Linked DNA regions of Oryctolagus cuniculus: region 2 is linked to region 1. A link is a contact called in public Micro-C data. All regions are on one chromosome and are shown on one strand. Each heading gives the region's core, a stretch centred on a gene start, on an enhancer-like site or on the middle of the called end of the contact. The rest is flanking DNA. Distances are from core to core; before and after follow the strand shown.

What was found. Hi-C and Micro-C count contacts between places; a contact is called where the count stands out from the background.
Region 2: a contact with region 1 is called in a Micro-C map of ear pinna, with 4 times the contacts expected there. The contact joins the promoter of LMLN here to the promoter of OSBPL11 in region 1. A contact is called at or near these places in 2 of 6 Hi-C or Micro-C datasets (ear pinna and an unstated tissue).

The regions. Positions count from the first base shown.
Region 1 is chr4:81,977,276-81,980,918 of mOryCun1.1, reverse strand. It overlaps OSBPL11 (oxysterol binding protein like 11), which reads left to right and starts at 2,143. Exons shown (of 13, transcript XM_002716544.5): 1 at 2,143-3,092. The coding sequence starts at 2,917. LOC138849304 (a long non-coding RNA gene) reads right to left here and starts at 2,069. Exons shown (of 3, transcript XR_011387968.1): 1 at 2,027-2,069.
Region 2 is chr4:82,109,271-82,112,896 of mOryCun1.1, reverse strand. It overlaps LMLN (leishmanolysin like peptidase), which reads left to right and starts at 2,023. Exons shown (of 17, transcript XM_002716542.5): 1 at 2,023-2,469. The coding sequence starts at 2,275.

The DNA of each region.
Region 1 (3,643 bases), core at 894-3,393:
AGTGGAGAGGCCGGCAAGAACATTATTGCACTATCGCAAATCCAATGCATTTGCCACAGATACAGCTCAGATTTGCTCACCACAGCTCAGATACAGCTCAGATCTGCTCACTTCTCTACCCTCACTGCCATCACTCAAGTCAAGCTACTGTCATTTCTTTTTTCTTTTCTCCTTTCTTTCTTTCCAAAAAATATTTCAATTTACTTATTTGAAAGGCAGAGATACAGTGAAGAGAGGTAGAGACACAAAGAAGCGATCTTCCATCTGCTGTTTCACTCCCCCAAATGTCTGCAATGGCCAGGTAGGGGTAGGCCAGGCTGAAGCCAGGCTCCTGGAACTCCGTCTGGGTCTCCCACGAGGATTTGGGCCATATGCTGCTGCTTTCCCAGGCTCATTAGCAGGGAGCTGGATGGGAAGTGAAGCAGCTGGGACTTGAACTAGCATTCATATGGGATGCAGGTGTTGTGGGCCATGGCGCAACCCACTGCACCACAGCATCAGCCCCTAGCTACTGTCATTTCTGACTTCATTTCCTGTCACAGCCTCCTAAGTATTCCTACTTCCTCTTTTTCTTCTAGTAAAGTTAGTTCCCTAGAGAATTTGCCTTTTAAATAATTATAATTGCTTTATCATGACACAAATTCACCCATCTAAAGTGTATGATGAGCTGGGTTTTACATATATTCACAAGACTGTAAATCCATTACTACTAATTTTAGAAGAATTTCACTATCCCTCCCTCACCCCTTCACCCCTCCAAAAAAAGCGGTCACAGCCCATTCCTACGTTCTCCCAACCCCTGGCAAGCTCTAATCTACTTCCTGTCTGTAGGATTTGCCTATTCCGGACATTTCATGTAAATGGAGCACATGACATGTCACTTTTTGAGTCTTGCTTCTTTTACTCAGAATCATGTTTTCAAAGTCTATCTATGGTGTAGCATGTACCAGCCCTTCATTCCTTTCTATGGCCAAACAATATTCCATTGTATGGCTACACCACAGTTTACATTTTCACCAGCAATGTATGAGGGTTTCAATTTCTCCAAATCCTCAACAAATTGATTGCTATCTTTACTCATTTATTTGTTTTCATTTTATCTGAGAGACACACACACAGAGAGAATCTTCCATCTACTGATTCATTCCCCAGATGCCTGCAACAGCCAGTGCTGAACCAGGAGCCAGGAACTCCATCCCAGTCTCCCCAATAAACAGCAGGATCCAAGTACTTGAGCCATCATCATCTGCTACCTCCCAGTTTTTAGCATGATGCTAAAATCTATAAAGAAGAGCCAGGATTTGAACCCAGCATTCCCATCTGAGATGCTGGCATCCCAAGCACCATTTTAACTGCTGCACCAAACACCAACCCCATCTTTCTTTTGAAACTTCATCTCTTTGTAGGTCAATTTGATTGTTGTGAGGTGGGTTCTTCATCCCATTTCATTTATTTTCTATTATCACCCTCTTTTTTTTTCTTCTTAGCCTTATTTTACAAGTTTGAGTAATACTGTCTGTATCTGTGCTAGAATTTTCTATACGTTTAAATCGCAAGTCATATTGTTGGGAACTAGAATTGCAATTAGAAGGAACTTTAGCAATCTCCTGGATAACCACTCTTATTTCACTAATGCGAAGACAAAGACATAAAGAGGGTGAAAGATTTATCTGGGGTCAGGAGAGTACTTGACTGGCTCAGAGGTGCTAACTTCCAGGACAGTTTCCTTTTCATTTGCAACATCCATTTGCCTTACTCCACTGTCACGCTATTTTTTCCCTTTTTTTCAAAATGACTAAAACGACCAGTATTTTTTATTTTTCGTAATTTCTTATTTTTCAAGCCTTTCTTCCTAAAATGCCTGGAACGGGGCCCTCAGATGCAAGGATGGGACCTGGTTGGTTAAAAAGGGCGGAAATCACACTCCGCCCGGGCACTCTTTGGGTCCACTCCTTCTTTTGTTTCTCTCTCCTTCCCGACCCTTCTTTCTGGTTCTCCTGCCTCGCCCTCCGGCTCCCTTTCTTACCCATCAGCCTCTGGTCACCGCTACCCTCGGAGGCTCCGCCCCCTCCAGGGCTGAGCTGCCCTTATCCAAGATGGCGCCGGGCACTTCGCCTGAGGGGGAAGTGAGCTCACACCACTCCGGAAGGGAAGGCGGGGAGAGCGAGGCGGCGGGTGGGTCACCCGCTGTGGGGCTGTGGGTGGGGCGGTGGCCGGGGCTCTGGCTATTGCAATTGCGGCTGGAGCGAGGGCTGAGAGTCGTCTATTCCTGGGAACCCAGTCGAGGGGCCAGGGCCAGGGGCGTTGGAGAAAGTCGCCCCGAGCGGCACGCCTCTGGCCCACGGAGAGACGGCCCTGGAAGCCGGCTTCCCGCCCCCGGCGGCCTCCCTCCCCGACCCTCCTCCCGAGCTGCGCGCGCTGGCCGCCGCTCTGCCTTGGGGGCTGCGGCGGTTCGCGCCGAGCGGGCTGGACGGGCCCTCCACTGGAAGACTGGCCGGAGGAGACGCGGGAGCGCGGAGGTCAGGCCCCGGGCCCCTGTCCGTGGCCCTCCGTCCTAGTCCAGCCCGCCTGGCTGGAGAGTCGGCGACCTCCTTACGAGCCTGCTTCTCCTTGGAGTCATGTCTGCGAGACCTCTGGAGGGGTGATTTTTCCCCCTCCGTGTTTTTGCCGGGAGGGTAAATATTTAATCTAAAGGATAGCTGTGTTCTCATCGCTGTCCCTTCCCTCTGGAAAGTTAACTTCGGTCGGGGATGCGTATCTTCCTTTCTGGGGCCATTTGACCATTCCCTCTCCAGCCGCCGTCTGATTTAGCAACTGGAATCACATTCAGATCAGATCACTAAACAACAAAAACAAAAAGCAGCAGCACCAACGGCAAAAGCTACCGAGCTGTTCCCCCCCGCCCAAGAAGGGCGAATGGACTTCGGAGTGAAGATGCAGGGGGGCGAGCCGGTGGCGACGATGAAAGTCTCGGAGAGCGAGGGCAAGCTGGAGGGCCTGGCCACAGCCGTGACCCCCAACAAGAACAGCAGCAACAGCAGCGGCCGCGGCGGCGGGGGCGGCGGCGGCGGCGTGAAAGGCTGGCAGTACAGGTGGGGTCTTTTCTGCAAGGTGATTTCCTGGGGGTTGCGTGGGGCTGAGTTTGCCTGGGGTCTGCATTCCCGTAGTTGACAGGCTGCGCTCATCTGCTAGCTTCTTAGAAGTAACTGCTACCTCTCCTTTGGACCTGGGATCTCACCTTTCGTTGGCAGAATTTAACTCATTCGTTGGCTCCTTCCACAGGTATTTCGGGAGGGCCTTTGGGGAATACAGAAATGTTGTCTCCCAACTTCCTCCCTAGCCCAAGAGTGAGTTCTTCCTCTGATTTGATTCGGAACTGCTGTTTCAGCCTGTGTTGTAATCCGTGTGCCAGCGAGCCTTCTCATAGCAGGAGAGGGCAGGAACTGTTTAACTCAGCTCTTTCCAGAGCCTAGCAGCTGCTGGGTGCTCCTCAAAACTTGCTTGACAGATGATTGAGTTAACTGAATCATGATTCCACCCCCGAGGTGTTTGTGACTGAGAAAGGGGGCTGTCCATAAGTCATTGGACCATCAAGGCAAAGGTGCAGGGAACCAGTGCTTCTGATACTCTAAACCCCAGCCTG
Region 2 (3,626 bases), core at 774-3,273, 130 kb before region 1:
AAAGGTCTACTGGCTCCGAATGGCTGCAACCGCCAGTGCTGGGGCAGACTGGACTCAGGAGCTGCTGCTTGGTATCTCCTACGAGTGGCAAGGGCTGGAGCAGTTGGGCCTTCCACTGCTTTCCCAGACCATTAGCAGGGAAATGGATCAGAAGCAGAGGAGCTGGCACATGAACCATTGCCCATTTGGAATGGAAGCTTTGCCTACTACACCACAATGCCAGCCCCTAGACTAATACTCCTGTATGTAATAGTGTCATCATGGTTTAATTCATTTGGGAGACATAATTATGGTAGAACTGTCACCAGGGAAAATTGTGTATCTTTGAGCACAGAAATAGATGATGTCAATGATACCTTGTTAAAGGATTCATTCAGAAGGCAAAGTGATAATAACCAAGTTAAATCCCCAAGTTGCTGCAACAGGACAAAGCCTGGGGCTTGAAATGCTGCTGAGTGTCCCAAGTACATGGGCCACAGTCATGCTTTCCCAGGTGCATTAGGAAGTTAGATCAGAACTCAAAGCAGTGTTTTGACACTCCTGTGACAAAGAAAGGCTGGCTTCTCTGCTGCAGCACAACACCATCCCTGTTGGTACCATTTTAAAAGTGGTTGTGGAGTCTGGTTAGCAATCCTGGTTTTTCTGGCTGTGTTACAAAACTGAGGAACCAGGGAAGGGTTTAGGGGGACAACAAATTAGGGGACTGAGGAGCATGTGGATATGTCCAGGAAGGCATTCATACATTAGAAGTGTGGATTAGGCATGGAAAGGGAAAGTCTCCTAACGCATGTCACCTTTGTTAGGAGTATCTACAGAAAGGGGCCTTTGTGGCATGCCCACCTGTCCACTGTCATTCAGACTGCCTCTGTGGTGACACTGCTATTAACAGCTAGGAGCTTGAAATGACCACTTCCATTCTTTGTTCACAATCAGCAATTTTATTTTGCAATGGAAAAGGCATGTTTTGAAAGTTACTAATATGGGGACTGTGCTGTGGCATATCAGGTTAAGCCACTACCTGTAATGCTGGTGTCCCATATGGTTGCTGGTTCAAGTCCCAGTTGCCCCACTTCTGATCCAGCCCCCTGCTGCCTGGGAACGCAGTGGAAGATGTCCCAAGTGCCTGGGCCCCTGCACCCACATCAGATGGAGAAGAAGCTCCTGGCTCCTAGCTTCGGATTGGCTTAGCTTCAGTGGTTAGGGAGTGAACCAGCGGATGGAAGATGTGACTCTCCTCTTTTACTCTGTCTTTGAAGTAAGTCTAAAAATATATACATTGTTTTTAAGAAAGTTACTTTGGAATCCCAGCAACCATTATTTAGACACATTAATGAACTTTTGCTCACTTGTAAAATGGTAGACTGGGTGAGCATCTTTTCAAAGAGGGTTCTGAAATGTTTGATTCTGGATATTTGCATATTTATAATAATGTAATGGGACCCAAGTCTAAACATGGAACTTACGTTTCATATCTTTATGCACACAGCCTGAAGGTAATTTTATACAGTATCTTTAGTGCACTTGTGTATTTTGGCTGCCACCTTCATTTGGGGGATCATATTGGTGCATTTTGGAGCATCGTCATTTATAGTAATCTCCAATATTCAGTTCCCGTTAAATAATTTTCAGCTCTTTTCAGCCCTGGTTTTCATTTTGTTCATGGGCCATGGGGAGATTGGCCCCAGTTTTCCATTTTTCATAGTTTCTCATAGCTCAGCTTTTAATGTAGTTGCCTTAATGGCCAGTAGCCACCTGCTCTTCCTGGGTTAGTGCAGTTCTTGGTTAGATGAAGATTAAAGGATGAAATTGAGTACAGTACTATAGAACACGATTGATTTCATAGGAAATAGTTGATACGGACGTAAAGATGGTGACTGAGAAGTAAAAAGGTGGTTTCACTCACCTTTCATACTGCAGCTGTTTATATGTCCACCTAAGTGCTTGCATATTTCTGGTGAATAAAGGAACTGGAAAAACTGCCACTATTTAAAAACAGGCATGCCACCCTCCGTCTATGGCTAACGCCCGCCGGCGTTTGTTCTTCCCTGTGGTCAGCCCACGTGGGCCACTGAGCAGCGTTTATTGGCCGGCTTTGCTCCGCGAGCGGCGGACGTGGTCGCTGGGCTCGTTGCCGGCGATAACTCGGTGCCGGTGACGCCAGCCAGTGTTCAGTCCTCGCGCCGGCGGCTCCCTCCACCTGCCCCGACGGCGAGGGGCGGGGCGGGTCCGGCGCGGAGGCGTCACGCGCTCCATGGTAACGACGCGGGCCCGAAGATGGCGGCCGGGTGCAGGGGAGCCGCAGATTACGCGTGTCCAGGCCCGGGCCGGAGCCGGTGGCGCCGCGGCGGCCCTCTGTGGGTCCGAGGCGTCTTACTGCTGTTAGGCGGGCTCCCGACGAGCGTCACAACTCTTCCTGTCTCCTTGGGCAGTGCCCCTCCCTGCCGGCACCACGTCCCCTCTGACACCGAGGTAGGGCGAAGGAGGGGCGGGAGCGGGCCTTAGGAGGGGAAAGTCACTCGGGAGGGGCTGGCGCCGAGAGCGGTGTTTGGGAGAAGGTGTTCTGCAGGAGAACCCGAATTTGGAACCGAGACTGGACTGGCAGGGCTGCGACCTCCGCCAGCCGCCTGCACCCCGCGAAGGCTCTGTTAGGCGTTCGGAACCTCATCTCTTTCCTGCGCGGAGGCCGTGCTTGGGAGGTGGCCCTGGGAGCGGGGTTCTGGGACTGGAGCATGCCTCAGAACCACCTGGAGCGATGTGCCAACACAGATTGCGCCCCGGCTTTCTGGCTTGGGATGGGTCCCCAGGATCGGCCGTTCAAGTTCCTAGGTGGCGATGCTGCTTGTCAAGGAACCGCACGTTGGGAACGACTGATGGGAAGATTTGGGAAGGTGTAGAAAGGAGAGCCAGACAAAAGGTGTTGAGGGAAATGGGGGGGGGGGGGTGTTGTTCTGGAAACAAAATCCAGGTTCATTTTCAAGTGATTTTTGCTGCGCCAAGTTCCGCTGCCCTGGAAGTACCTGCCTGCTTCCCACCTTATTTTTCTCCCTGTTTAAGTTCTTCGGGCAGCCTGCTGTTCTTTCCATTTCATAGTATGGCTTATCTGTGTTGTTTTGAGGCATGGAATAACCAAGTACTGCCCTGTGGTAATGGCTCCTTCTTCAAGCTGGTCTTGCCTTTGTAGTTAAATTGTAAGGTGCCTTGGGATAAGGTTCCTGTCGCAAGACACAGAACTTAGCTCTGAAGTGGGCCCACAATACTCTATTATTCTGGGACCAGAGGGCCAGTACCTGGAGCAGGGCTGCATGTTGTGATTGGGCTTACAATCTGTCTTAGTACTTCAGGCAAGATTCACTTGGAATTTTCAATTCAGCCTAGAAATCCTCCATGACCACTCATTTTTGTGGTAAAAAGTATCACATGCATACTTTTTGATTTTGCCATGTGAGGCAAAATCCTAAGTTTGAGGTTAGTAGAAGTATTACAGCTTTTATCATGACATTGCATTTTGGCCCCCCCCCCCCCCTTTCAATTTAATTCCCACAAAGCCCTGTTTTTTCTCTTTGAATTTGAGTTAAAATAAGAGAAAGCAGTTCAGATAACTGTAGAATTTGTGTGCTAGAAGGAAC